Regions from separate parts of the Dromaius novaehollandiae genome. Here all the other regions are linked to region 3. A link is a contact called in public Hi-C data. All regions are on one chromosome and are shown on one strand. The core of a region is the stretch at or near the end of the contact, and the rest is flanking DNA. Distances in the headings are between cores, read along the strand shown.

Region 1 (4,429 bases), core at 1,351-3,850, 67 kb before region 3:
AATGGGGAAACTAAGCAAGATCATTTTGCACAAGGAGCAATTTTTTTCTAGGAAAGCAGTGGAAATGCCATCTTTTGAATCTTTTAAAACCTTATAGGTGCTCTTTGTAAAGGAAATGATCCTCCACCCCCAAGAGACAGATGAAATGCGACCAATTAAGGCTTCTCTAGCTCTAAATACTAGGACTGTGCAAAGACGTACTTTGTCCTTATTATCTTTGAAAGTAAAAATGAATAGAGTGTGCCCCAGCTGAATTAAAATCAGGGCTTGCGTTATGTAAAAAGCCAGAGTAGATGATCTGTACTGTCCTTAAAACCTCTGAAAACATGAGCACAGTGTTACTAGATCACATACGAATATCTGTGAGACAGTGAGAGAACCAGTTAATCTGTCTGGCCAAGGGTGTGCTGCAGTATACGGGGGAAGAAATTCTTACCTGAATCCAGGGGCAGTGACCCTAAAGCTTGAAACTTCTATCTGTTTTAACTGTATACTATATTTACCACATCTGACCTCCACTACCTTCCCAGGCAGATACTGTTAGTGATCAGAAAATTATACAGACCATTTTACAGCCCAGTAATGGGCCAGTCTCATCTGTAGCATAAAATGGTGCATCCTAACTGAAATCACAGGACTCGCTAGAATCGTAACAACATTGCTTCTGACTCTTTGGCTCTGCAATAGGACAGAGATTCACCAAGGGTACAGAGCAACTCCACTAATAAAGATTAGGCGCTGTGATTTCTGGAAGAATCATGTTCTGGGTTATCCCATGGCCCTCTGGAGTAAATGTCCGACCTTCTAGATGTGCTCACAAGAACCCTGGGAAAGGTCTGGAGTGTTGCCAACTCCTGTCTACATTTTTTCCCCAAAGCAGTTTTGCTTCATTACTGTTCAAGAAACTGAGAAGGGCTGTTGACAGGAAGAAGCCCTATTAGCAGAGACACTCTCCTGGAGGTGGTAAGGAAGAGACATTAGGCTGCTGTCTAAATCATGCAGCAGTCCAGCTGGCCAGGGCTTATTCCTCCTGACATCTGCTTTCTGAGGTACTGTCATCCATATTAGATTCCGTCAAAAGCCATTTTGCCACCAAGCTGTGCAGCTTCCTGGGACATGTGTTGCCACAGGGGGCCCACAATGCCCCATCTGATACCTTGGAGAGATGACATCCACCCCAACAATAAAGATGGAGGGGGCTGGGGGGTGGTTACAACCTCTGTATTCAGAGGCATTAGAGAGCTCTTCCCCCATGGAGATATTCTGCATTTAGCTGGCTAAAATGGGACAACTCATAATTCGCTCTTACAGAATTAGAAATTCAGACCCTTGTGACATTTGCTCTGCAGCTATCTAACCCTGAACAGTGATCTCATCAGAGCTCAGATACAGAGATGTCAAGTGGATGATACTTTTCTCAGGGGACTCCAAGGTTAATAGGTGTTAAAAGATGGGGTGTTGAGAGCTCAGTAAGTGGTGAGGAATGATCCCACAAGGCAGTGCTGTGTTAGGCACATGGCATAGCTAGAAGACTCATCTCTGGTACAAAAATTGAAATGCAGTCCTTTCCGGCTTCTGAAAGAACTCGTAGCCCTGTTTGAGAACCATAGTGTTAATTCATATACCAACTCAAGCAATTTCATTTTGCCTTCCTAAATTTTCCATATCATACATAGCTGGATGCAGCATCCCACTACTTCAAATGTTGCATAGCGTTGCTATGCTCTATTAAATAGCTTCCTTCTTCCTTGCCAGAAATAGCTACATTTCAATAGTGGGTGAAGAGATCCCGGTATTTATAGTTTCTAGAGCTTTTAGTTGGAATTGCTGGGATATATAAACATAAACACATGGTTTGATTTTGCTGTCTGGAGAAGAAGCAGTTAATGGGGAGGAACATTCAATATGGTCACTTTAGCCACTCCACCAGCACTTGCCACATAAGGGAGATTTCTGCCTGACCACCGTCTCCTCAGCCCCTACCCCTGATCTTTGTATTCAGCCTGAGAGGTATGACAGTATTTTGAAGCCAGAAGGAGAAGACAGGATACTTCATTAGCACTACTGTAAACTGTGTTTTAGACTATGACAGAATACTGAGTACTTTTAGACCTTCAGCAGGCTGCTGATGTTCCCCTTCCTAAGGAGTCAGCCCATGGGACAAGAGCAGAGGCAAAGGGACCAGTCAGAGTTGCTGGCACGGCTACTGGGAGGGAATTGCTGCTGGCAGGAGTGCCTGGGGAGCTGGATGTACCCAGCCAGCCAGTGAGCTGTTTTCACTCACCCTAGGGCAGATTTAGCTCAGAGATGGTATGTGAGGCCTTGGCCCCTATCCAGCTCTAGCTTTTCCCCTGCTTCCATGGATAGCAGCACAGGTTAAAGGGAGGAGGACTGAAGGAAGCATAGCCTTACTTAACCACACATGCAAATGATGAAATGTCTACAGTAATATGGAGCAAGAGAGAGGAGGTGAAAGGAAGGAGGGAGATAGGAAAAGGGGGAGGGAAGGAAAGGATTGCAGGGGATCCTCTCCAGCCCTGCTTACAAGGTGCTGGATAATTCATGGCTCTTGTTTACACTGCTCCAGACCACATCACAGACATTCCCGGTTAATGGCTTCCATCTGGAGCAGCCATGTGCTGCCCAGCCTCCACTGCACCATTCGTGTCCCTGCCAGCAGAGGAGTGTCTCCCTCCAGACCTTCCCACCCTCCTGCCTCTCACACACTGCTGTCACCAAGAGGGTTTGGTGCATGCACTGTCTCTCCCCTCCGAGTCTTCGCAAGACATTACTGTCATGTTTCCATGATCCTAGATAAGGGGGCTGGGATATACCTCAGACAGTGGAAAGCCCCATTTATGCGGAGCCCATGGGATGTGCTGGGAACACGATGCAGGGACACACAGCCATGTTATGCACAAGCTCAGCCTGAGTCCAGCAGGGATTATTAGCTCTGGCTCAGGGTCAACCCTGCTGGACTTGGGCTGGTTCCCAACAGGACCATTCAAGTGTCTCCACATTGTGCTCCCCAGCACGCCAGGTTTGGGAGGGTTTATTAGCTTGGGCACAATGCCAGATGTGAGCTGCCTCTACGCTTCTGTATAGTGTTTGCGCTAACAGACCTTCCCAGAACCCACAGTGCTCACTGCACAGTGGAAAGACACCTGCCTGGCTCGAAAGCAGCCCAGCCAGGTCGGTGCTAAGCCAGGCTTCATAGGCCTGCTGGATCTAGCATGATTGGTGTGAAAACTCTTAGGTGTCTTTGCTGTGTAGTCCCCAGCACTCCTGCTTCCATGAGTATGGTCCTGAGACAACCACAACAACTGGTTCTGCATGGGGCTGGCTTGTGTCCCCTGGGTTTACCAGGTTGGGCTCTGCACTTCGCCAAAGCGGCAAAGACATCCAGAGACCTGAACCGATCCTGGAAGTGTCACAGCCACTGTGCTGCACAAAGCCTCAGTTTCTGAGTCCTGCCAGACCTGGGCTGGCTTTGCCCAGCTGCCTCCACATCTGCGGCAAGGGCTGAAGTGCAAAGGCAGAGCCACATGTAGGCTCCAGGACCAGAATAGCCAGGGTGCTGCAGGACAAAGATGCACAGCGGAAAGGGAATAGCCAGAGGAGACACAAGCAAGAAGGGGCTGCTGCAGATCTGGATAAGCTGCATCCAGAAGATCCAGACCCCACTTGGCCCAGAGGACAGCAAACAGGGCCTGAAAACTGATTTTGGACTGTCATGACAGTGCGGAAAATTCAGTGAAGCTGTATTCAAACTCAGGCTACCAGGACAGTTCAAGCTAATTTATTTATTCTGGAGGTCGTACTGGGTCTTGGAGGTGTGGTCGTGGGTTAAAAGGAGGAACAGTGGAAGATAAACTCCTCACTCCGCTCTCATTGTTTCTGTCTTAGACTCTTTCCTTCTCTCTCTGCTAAGAAATACATTCCCCACATCTGTCGAGTCTGATCTGCTCAGAGCTCCAATGAGAGGCAGTCGAGGAGCTGAGATGGGAATGAAACAGATTCCCGGTCCGTGACAAGGAGCTGAGATTCCTCACTGCGCCCCATGCGGGTTGCCCTGTCATAAATCATCATTTGTCAAATTCAATAAGCATCTTTAACACAAAAACGACGCTATCTCCTGGGAGCCCCAAGTGCCTGAAATTCTGCACAGATGTGGAGATACCAAAATATGAGGAAGGGGGGAGGACGGGAGGGAGGAGGACAGATTTTGCACGGCAGAAAGGGAATTCTCCTCCGTGCTCTGCTCCCTCCCCAGCCCCTCCCCTTCCCCTCTGCATGCAGCCATATATGCCGTCTTCCTGGGAACACTGCAAACTCAGCCACTGGCACATTTTGCATCCTCTAAAAGCAGGAAGCAGGCTGTGTACATAACGCTGAAAACCTATCCCCCCCGGGGGTCCCACGCGTACCG
Region 2 (4,766 bases), core at 1,623-4,122, 77 kb after region 3:
TTCAGGCTTTGATATTTGTTAAATAAGATATTAATTACTAACAAAACCCACATATGAAATTCTTTTTAAATAGATTTGGAGTTTTCGTGTTGTTTTAATCTACAACCACAAAGCTAACACAAACATTAAAAGAAATATGTTTGAGATGTGGTGCACCTCTGCTGAAATATGAAGCAAATACTTTATCCACATCTATTCACTTTTTGGTTAAGACCAACAAAACCTCAGAGCCATCATTTGAACAACACTCTTCCATTAATGTATTAAAATTATAGAAATCAATATTAAAAGGATCAAAATATCATAAAAGTTAGATTTTTGCTTCAATAAAATGAGATGAATAAAACTATGTATTTGCAGATTAATTTAATGTAATACAGTACATACTGAAGTATATTTTGACAGTGATAGCAAAATAAATAGGTCAGGATAGAAAGAAGACTGAGTGCTTGGTGTTTTCAGACAAACACCTAAACTCTCCAGTTCAGCCAACGTATTATGAAATCAGGTTCTTATTCTGACCTGGCTATGCTTTACTTCTGTAGTACTTCTGCCAAGTATTTCTTCCTACTGTTGTGTAAGGACAAAAGATTCTTTGTCCTATTAGAGTTTATGGCATCCATGCATCATCACCTTTATTAATTCTTCAGTAACCACACAAGACCTATTATTTAACAGCCTCATAGAATAACTACTTGCTTTTGTCCCTCTTAAGTCATTCTCAGAAAGCTGACTGCTGCATCTTTTCCTGGAAGAAGTGATTCAACACCTTTTTTTTTAATAAAAAATGTTGAAACACCTAAACTCAGTAAACATACAGCCATACTTTAGGCATATTGTTTTAATTCTTCTTTTGTATGACCAAAATAAACAGGGAAGTGAATGAAAAACTAGTACTCATTTGCCAAAACACTCGCCTTCAACATAAACAAACAAACCACAGCGCGACATATGAAAAAAGGAAAACATCTTGTTGTTACTGACAGTAATTACAGAAAGCACACAGTAAAGGAAACCTTTTAGCAATGAAAAGAACACTTGTAAGGAAGGGGAGAGAGGGAAAATGACACCAATATTATTAAAACACAGAAAACCCACATTTCAGAGCAGGGTAAATTCAGGTGATGAGGTTCCATTTAAATTTAAGGTTTAATTCAGCTGAATTCAGAGAGAATTCAGGTGATACGGTGTAATTTATTTAAAGCAGAGGAGCAGAGGTTAACCTAGACTATCTAAGAAAAAGTCTCTATTTATAATACAGTATTTCAGTTTTCCTACCTGCTGTCTCTCAGATGAAGGCCTGGTATCATACAGTCCCAATTCTGCTCTGAATCACCTCAATTGAATGGCAGATTGTCTTTCCCAAATCAGTCTCTGATGAACTGCTTTCAGTGAACATGCACATGCACTCCATATCCTTAGAAATTTGGTCTCTGTGGAGATCTGTAAGGGTTGTTTCTGGGGATAAGGCAACCAGGACCATGCCTGAGCACATATCATGATGCAACAGCATTCTTAGCATGCTTTTCCTCCGAACCCAAACCTCATAAATGGTAAGAGATCCAAATCCACAGTCTAGATTTCACACATCTCAAAGTACTGCTTAAATGTAACTCTGAGCCAACTCTAGTATTTAAATACTCAAAAATTACATTCTAGGAATATGTGTAACTAGCATTTTCTCACAGCACTTTAAATTAGCACTGGAACACATTCTGTGTTGCATTTGCAAAATGACAGCATCATTTCAAATAATCCCATTTTTGTTTGTTTTGCATGTGATAAGTCTGTTCTAAACTGTGCTGACATTAAAATGTCCTTTTCTTATCCGGTCAGGAACTTATTTGACCACGTTGACCTTTGTTAACAAGCATGTTTCAGGTTCTTTAACAAGACCATGATAACAATGAAAGTATTTCTTTTCATCCATTTCTATTCAGGGAATTCACTGTGCCCTTTGCTCAACCCTTCTCAACTCTGTTTCCCCTAATGAAATGGCTTTTCATGACCAAATGCAAAATATCCTAACAGACTTCTGGGTGCTGGTGGTGTTTATGGAGTTCTTAGAACAAGAATAGCTATTCCTGTTGTATACATTAATCCAGAAGATCCACTTCCACCTGCTTACTGGGCCTTGTTTTTCTGCAGTTCATGGAAAGCAAGTCCACACATTTCTTTCGCTAGCTTGTATTTAGCAACCACATAGAAGAATAAGTGTATCTTTTACTCTTCATTTGCTTATGATAGCTCCTCCTTTCACTATTTTTTTCTCTCCTTGAGTAAACAAGCCTAAATCTTTTGGACCTCTTTAGTTCTACTTTCTTCATTTTGTAAGTGGCTGACGGTCCAAACACTCTTGCTGCCATCTCTCACTCTTGGCATCAGACAGGCTCTACAAAACCCATTAACTGTATTCTTCAGCACAGTACTTGGAAAAGCCAGCAGCATCATTCCAGGATGCTGGCCTTAATCGCCCTGCCTCATCCCCTCAGGAGCCCAGGCCAGGCTATGGAAGGTGGCGGAAGGCCAGCGGGAGCTGCCCAGGCCGCCTTTCAGTGAGGGGCTGCTTTCTGCCACGTCCCGTCAGGCAGCTCCCAGCGGCTCCTCTCCCTCAGGGGCCCCGCGCCGCTCGCACGCCTGCAGGGCGCGAGGCCCGCGCCAACGGCGGCCGCGCCAACGGCTCCCGCCCCGCGCCCGCTCCCGCTCCCCCTCCCCGCAGCCGCAGCGCGACGCGGCAGCGCAACGCCACAGCGTCGCCTGCACACGCGGACACGCGCCGCAGCACCTCTCCCGCCTACCAACGGCCGCGACCGGGCGCATGCGCACCGCGGCCACGCCGGCTCCAGCGGCGAGCGCGGCCGCGGAGCGCGGCGGCTCGCTGTGCGCATGCGCGCATGCCGAGCCTCGTCAGGCAGCCTTCCTCTTCCGAGATGGGCTTGTTTAGGCGATGAGGGAGGGTTGTGTCCATGGTGGCGGCAGCGCGCATGCGCGGCCTGGCGGCACTCGGGTCCTGGCGCCCTGCGGGTAGGTGAGGGGTGGTCTGGTCCGACCAGGCCCGGTCCGCCGGGGCGGGGGAGGGCAGCGGGGGCTGGGGGCTTAGGGCCCCCTCGCCTCGCTATCCTGTGGCTGCGGCCCGACCGCCGGGGCCGCTCGTCGCGCCGCCGCGGCCGGGCGGCTGCGCGGGGCCCTCGGCTGGCGCCGGCCGCCTCCGCGCCGCGCTGCGGGCCCTGCCAGCCCTGCGCGCCCGGCGGCGGGGCTGGGGCCGGGGGCTCAGCCCTCGCCGGCTGCGGCGGCGGGCGAGCGCCGCGAGGCGGAGCCGGGCCGGGCCGGGCGGGCCGAGCAGCTGTCTCGGGGGCGCGGCGACCCCGCCGGGGGAGCGCAGGCCGGGGCGCGCATTTCGCCGCCCGGAGGAGCGGCCCCGGCGGTGCGGCCCCTGCGGGGCTCGTCTGACTTTTTTTTAGGGGGAAGAGCTGTGCCCGTCTGGCACCCGTCTGTTCTCAGCTCTGCTCTTCAGCGATGATCATCGGCACATTCCCTGTTCTTTAAAAAAATCGCTCGTTTTGGAGAGGGATAAGTAACTAAGGGAGGGACTTAAAGCTCATCTTCCAGTTAAACCAGTCTGTACCACGAGTACTCAATTAAATCTGCTCTCTTAGTGATAAGAGATGGTGGAGCAGGGTTTATGTTTTTTAATATAGCTAAAATGCATGCTGCTTAAAACATGTAAATGTCAGTAACTTCATCTATGATACAAGTATATACTTTTCGTACTGGATTTCCTGATCGGAAATCAAAATTCTTTGATAAGACTTTATCAAATGCTTCTGTTGATGGGACACAGAGCAGGATAGCTGTGGCCTAGTCCGCAGATGTTGCTCTAATATAGTTGGCTCTATCTCTGTTAGCACCTCAGCAGACGTGACTGAAGATAAAAAGCAGAAATGAGACAAAATACTGAAGTTCTTTTTTGTTGAGCATTATTCTGCCTGTCTTGTAGTTTTAGAGGCCATCACACCAGCATCTTAGCTCTGTTACCTAATGTGTAGACTTCATTACTGGAGGTGTCAGGTCTCAAGAACTTGAGCAGAATTCTAACAATTCTTCTTTTAAGAAGAAACTCACCTTTTGGGGTAGATTATTCCAGAATGTATCCGCTGCGATATTGTTAGAAGTATCTAGCAATGGATACCACCATTAGTGGACTGTTGGTCTGACAACTGTGCGGACTCCTGAGTTCCTGTATTTATATTTAAATTTATATTTAAATTTATAGTTCTAACATGAACCACAATTTTAAAGGGTTGTTTTAGAGGAAAGTAATTTCTACAAATAGTATTAGACCTAATTTCTATGGTTCATCCTGTCATCTTTCAGGTAGCCACCATCTGCGCTACTTTCTTTAAGAAAAGCAGAAACTTTATTCTGTCCTGTTAGAGTCTACCTAGACCTTAGGAAGCAGCTGAAGGTTGTGAAGAGTACTTGGTATGGGAGGCTATAATGTAACTATATTTTTTTCTGGTTTTCATAGCTTTTAGTTTTCAGAATGAGAATGCTGGAAGGCTAAAGGTATGGGAAGAAGAGGCGTTTCTAAGGCTGTATCTCCATTAGGAGTGCTTTGCAGGTATAGTATGTGTTGCACATTTAGCAATATGGATTTCTCTAGCCCCAGCACGTTCTCTGATCTCGAGATATACCTCACTCTGAGAGTGAAACAAACTAGCAAAAGCAAAGCTTTGTGGGTTCAGCTGCGTTTATGGTATGGGGGC
Region 3 (4,722 bases), core at 270-2,769:
TCCTGGTACAGGCTGAGGACAGGTCACTTGAAACGCAGCTAGACAGACACAGATTGAATTCACATGGAAACGTCCAATTTATACTTTTCTCTCTGGAACTTGAACGCTCCCATATGTTGCTACTTCTTTACTAAGAAATTTGCAGTGCGTGCTACATATTAGTCGTGCTATCTCAAAGCTTGAGAGGCAAACACTGTTCTAGCTGAAGGAGAAGCTGGACATTTTAAAGGAATCTGCTACTCATTTTTAAAAGAGCAGAGGCAGGTCATTGCAAACTGTACTTGCTGTGACCTGGGAGGGATTTGCCTTGCCAATACATATTTAAGGGTCATGAAGGACTGATCTGTGATGCCTTCTGTGGACACTCTTTCAATGGATTGGAAGCAATAACATGCCATTTTTCAGGGCTGTAGCTCCAATTAGTTGCTTTTTCAGAAAAGGAAAGGGAAAAAAGAAAAAATACAAAACACTTGAATCACTGGGCTTCTATGTGAACCCTCAGAATTCAGAAGTGGGCACATCTGTTTAACTCTGATTTTTGTTCCAATTGGCTAAAAAGAAAACATTTACCTTTTCTTATTATTTTCCTTTCCCTCAATTTAGAAAAGAAAACAGAATCTGAGTTTATTGATCCAGTGAAATTTATTTGGGAAATTTCTTCGAAGCTGTGAACTAAGACAAACAGTAATTCATGACATATGCAGCAAATGATCATGCAAATCACAGAAAAGGAGAGGGAGGAGGAGAGTGGGAGGAAGAATTCTTCCCTTAGATGGAAAATGAATGGTTCTTTAAAATAGGCAACCTGGCAGGCTATCTGTCTGCCTATCTGTGCATTGCTTTTCTAGTGCACCATCGCTATTGTGTACAAGCATCAAATACAACATTAAAACTTGAATTTGGTTTGCCTAGTCATCATTCCTAGGTGCAGCTATTTGATTTGTTTGGTGGCTTGCATTTGGTTTTTAGCCTTCACAACCGTAGGGAGAATTTCGTGAAGCAGTGGGGTTTGCATTAGGCAGTGAAAACAGTCAGACTCTGGGTGATTTTGGTCAGATGGAGGGAGAGGTCTTTTTCCCTACAAATAAATCACGGCATTTGCCGTGTTCCTGGCTGAGATTGTAAGGTTTTAGGAGAAGAAATGGAGAGATTGTGCTAGCGTGAGGAATTTTGCATGGCTGAAGACCGGAGAGTAAAAATGGTCCTTCGTGCAAGAGTGTATGTGCGTGTGTGCGCGCGCGCGGGATCGTTTCTCGTTCTCCACCATTTCCTGAAAACAGGGCTTGGGGAAAAAGCACACAGACACATAACATTTTTCCATTAGCAGTGCAAGCAGGGGGAGGTAGCGGGGCGGGGGGGAGGGGATGGTAATCAGAGATCTGCTTAGTCTTCATCTAAAGAAAAATGCTTGGGCGCCTGCTTTGCCATAAATTGCATCTGGTGGTTGGAGCTACAGCAAGTTATTAAAGTGACTGCATTAAAGTCATAATTCAGCAGGTCGGCAGCACACTCTGCGGCCCCTCCTCCACCAGCCCTGCTGGCCCCACTCGCCGCAAGCACCCACCAGCAGCGGCCCGGGGCCAGCGCTCGCCGCGGCGCTTGCTGCCTTTTTTCCCATGGAGGGGAGGAAGGGGGTGGAGGAAGAGCAGCAGAGCGCACGGCATGGAGGCGATTTGCTTTGCAAAGTCACAGGGAGCCGGTGCTGCCCATTGGGGCCGGCGGCACAGGGAGGAGACATCCCGCTTCCCAGATGTGGCTCAGCGCGCAGAGCCACAGCGTCTTGCTCCCTCCCCGGCCCCAGGCCCCTCGCGCCATTCAGGCGGCTCTCCCTGTCTCTCGGTGAGGTGTGTGCAGAAAGCAGCACGTCAGGGTATCTGGGGAGCTGGGGAGGGCGATGGAGCCCGGGGAACGCACGCCGCTGCTGCTCCATGTGACGGAGAGGCAGGAGCGGGAGCGCAATGGCGCACACAGCAAGATGGGCGCCGGGGCGGCTGGCTCAGGGGCTGCCGGCAGCTCCGCAGCAGAAAGCCCTCACCACCGAGGTCAGAAGCCGGCACGGAGGAGGCAACGTGTGCCTCGCGTTTCGCCTTAGCGGTTGAACCGTTCCCCCCTCGCTATGATAGCTCCCCTCAGATAAAAGCTGCAATCTCATTTTCTTTTATAAGAAGTCAGGCACATAAAACATTCCCGCTAAATGGTTCAGGAGTCTCAAGCAGCTGTTAGGATAACAAACTTGTGCGCATGTGACTAGCAAGAGAACTACGGACAGAAAAAAAACAGAAAACTAATGAGAAAGCGGATTTTAACCTCGGCGCTCCAGAATCCTCTAAAAGCAGCGCTTTATTAAAAATCAAGACTACTTTCTCAGTGAATCACCTTGCAAAGATCCTTCTAAACACAGTTTTCTGGTGCTCGACCGTGGAAGGCCACCACGATTTGATTTGGGCCAGGTTTAGTACATGTGACCATTTCCACCCATTTCGAGGGGGGCCAGAAGCGCCCTGGGTCGGCCGGCAGGCCGGCGGCACACGCGTGCCGTGGGGGAGGGCGCTGGGGCCCTGTTTTCGTTGGCCTGGCTGTGGGGAGAACAGTGGGACGGGCCTCCCGGGCCATGGGGCGCCTTCCTTTCTTCCGATGTTAAATATTTTCTTAATGGATCTAAGGAGGAACGCCGAAGCCGAAAGTGCTGAGATGACAAGTGGGTGCAAGAGGTCAGCCGGGGCTGCCAGCGCAGGAGCAAGGCCAGCTTTTCGGTGCGTGTCCGCGGGTGCCGGCCTAGAAAACAGCAAGCAAGAGGGCAGAAGCACACACACTGCTCATCCTGCAGCAGGGCCAGATTTCTTGCTTAAAACAGGCATACAAGCGTGAATTTTTTCTGCAGATTACATGTATTAGAGACACTCTGATTTTTCCTTCTGGTTTTCACTAGCAGTAATACCTCTCAGAGCTTGCAGCCAACCGTAGCAGGGGAGGGGATTTCTTGCACTACCAAGGCATCACAAAATTGTCACACAGTTCCCTTGCCGCACAACCACACTTACAGTCACCACTATGGCGGACGAGTAGATCATCCCACTGCCTCCTGGGTCAGGGGAGGTTATTCCCACTGGGATTTTAGTATAAGCTTGAGATCCTCAGAGAATTAGATCTGCTGCTTGTCTACAGGACAGAAAGTGGCAGGGCAAGCTTTCCACATCGCTGCCTCCTGCCAACGCGGCTCAGCCTTGACCTGGCTACTGTTAGTGGCTGGACGGAGTGGAGTTCATTCTCTGTATCCCATTCATAGTCACCGGCCTTTGCAAACAAGAGGGAATTTAGGATCCAGGGTTTGTTTTCTCTTTTCTTTTTTTTTCAGAAAAGAAACCAACCAACCAGGAGTTGAGTTGTGATCCACTAAAATCCTTTCAAATGGACTCCCCATATGCAAGGTAGATGGCAACAACTTCTGAGCCCTACCGATCCACGGATAGCTTACAATGAGTAACACGAAATTAAAATGCAGCATATCCTGTAGCCACCCTGAGCTTCTCCGAGCTCTCAGTGTTTTGCATGCTGCAGGGCCACTTTGGAAAGGTAACGCTTTGTCATTGCAGTCTTTCTCTCTAGGAATTACGTAGCAGTAGATTTTTGTAGCTGTGATGGCCAAAGTGTGTAAGAAAAACAAGCTTTCGAAGGGAGAGCTTGTATGTCTGAAAGCTCATCCGGTTTTTTGTGAGAATAAGAAGTCAGAAAAAGGTATTACCCCTGTCTACAAACCTTGCCTCTCTTGAGCTTACCCTGCATTCACGTTTGCAAAGCACTTTGGAGAATGCAGCACTTCAGACAAATGCTAGGCATTACAGCTGTGATTGCCGCATTTATTATTCCGGATAACACAGCAATGAGACAGACATTCCTCTGTGAGGTCTACGATTTCCCCCCAAATGTGAGGATATTAGTCAAGCTCACATCACAGTATGAAAGTAGTAGTCTGTGTTATTTCCACTGTCATTTCCAGCAGCAAGGGGGCAGCAGGGAGCCTGATTAGAGTTTGGGATCCAGCGAGAGCTGCCAGGGCACCAGCACAGGGTTTAGCGACTTACTCGCAGCCTCCTTTAGGCAATGGTGGAGGAAGGCCCAGTCCTTGAAGAGCCTGATACTGCCAAAGCCCAGAATACAGTGAACCCTCCTGTGCTTTGCAAGCAGACAGACTGGAAGTGACCTACTAGGTCTTTTGGGTTTGTGTCATATTAGTTTCTAAAATTTTTTTTGACACAAATCACCTTTCTCCATCTAGCATTTATTAGTGTTTCAGGGGCTAGCTAAACTCCACAGGATTTAGACTGCCAAGAAGTCAACTGCTGACCTTTCTTATATAAGGATTTGCTTTGCAAATATACTGGTTTTCACAATTCGAGTGGGTTTGGGGGTAGAAACCACCATTTCAGACCTGCAGGTGCACCTGGACCAGTGGTACAGAATAGCCACTAACGACATTTCATTTTTTATGGGATTCACTGGAGGAGTATCCTTAGCAAACTGTCATCCCTCCAGCTGTAGGGGTGCTGGCTACTCGCCATCCTCACAGCCAGTTCAGCCGGGAGCCCACACAGCAGTGTCCCCGTGGCAGTCTCCCCATATCCTTCCCTGAAATGCCACACAGAGGAACTGTCTGTGAAATGGCCCTGGCATCCTGGAAGCATTTAGTGTTGGCTTCTGCAAAGAACACTTGCAGGGCTACTA

The links. Hi-C and Micro-C count contacts between places; a contact is called where the count stands out from the background.
Region 1: a contact with region 3 is called in a Hi-C map of liver, with 2.1 times the contacts expected there. The contact joins two enhancer-like sites. A contact is called at or near these places in 2 of 4 Hi-C or Micro-C datasets (brain and liver).
Region 2: a contact with region 3 is called in a Hi-C map of liver, with 7 times the contacts expected there. The contact joins the promoter of CIPC here to the enhancer-like site in region 3. A contact is called at or near these places in 2 of 4 Hi-C or Micro-C datasets (brain and liver).

What each region holds. Positions count from the first base shown.
Region 1 is chr5:26,055,537-26,059,965 of bDroNov1.hap1, reverse strand. No RefSeq gene overlaps it. Among named protein-coding and RNA genes, the nearest start is that of LRRC74A, 45 kb to the left of the region's middle. Within about 2 kb of position 2,600, at least 2 of the 2 cell types and tissues checked have open chromatin away from gene starts, as enhancers often do.
Region 2 is chr5:25,911,798-25,916,563 of bDroNov1.hap1, reverse strand. CIPC (CLOCK interacting pacemaker) reads left to right here and starts at 2,872. Exons shown (of 5, transcript XM_064512268.1): 1 at 2,872-3,024; 2 at 4,529-4,621.
Region 3 is chr5:25,987,393-25,992,114 of bDroNov1.hap1, reverse strand. No RefSeq gene overlaps it. Among named protein-coding and RNA genes, the nearest start is that of IRF2BPL, 23 kb to the right of the region's middle. Within about 2 kb of position 1,519, at least 2 of the 2 cell types and tissues checked have open chromatin away from gene starts, as enhancers often do.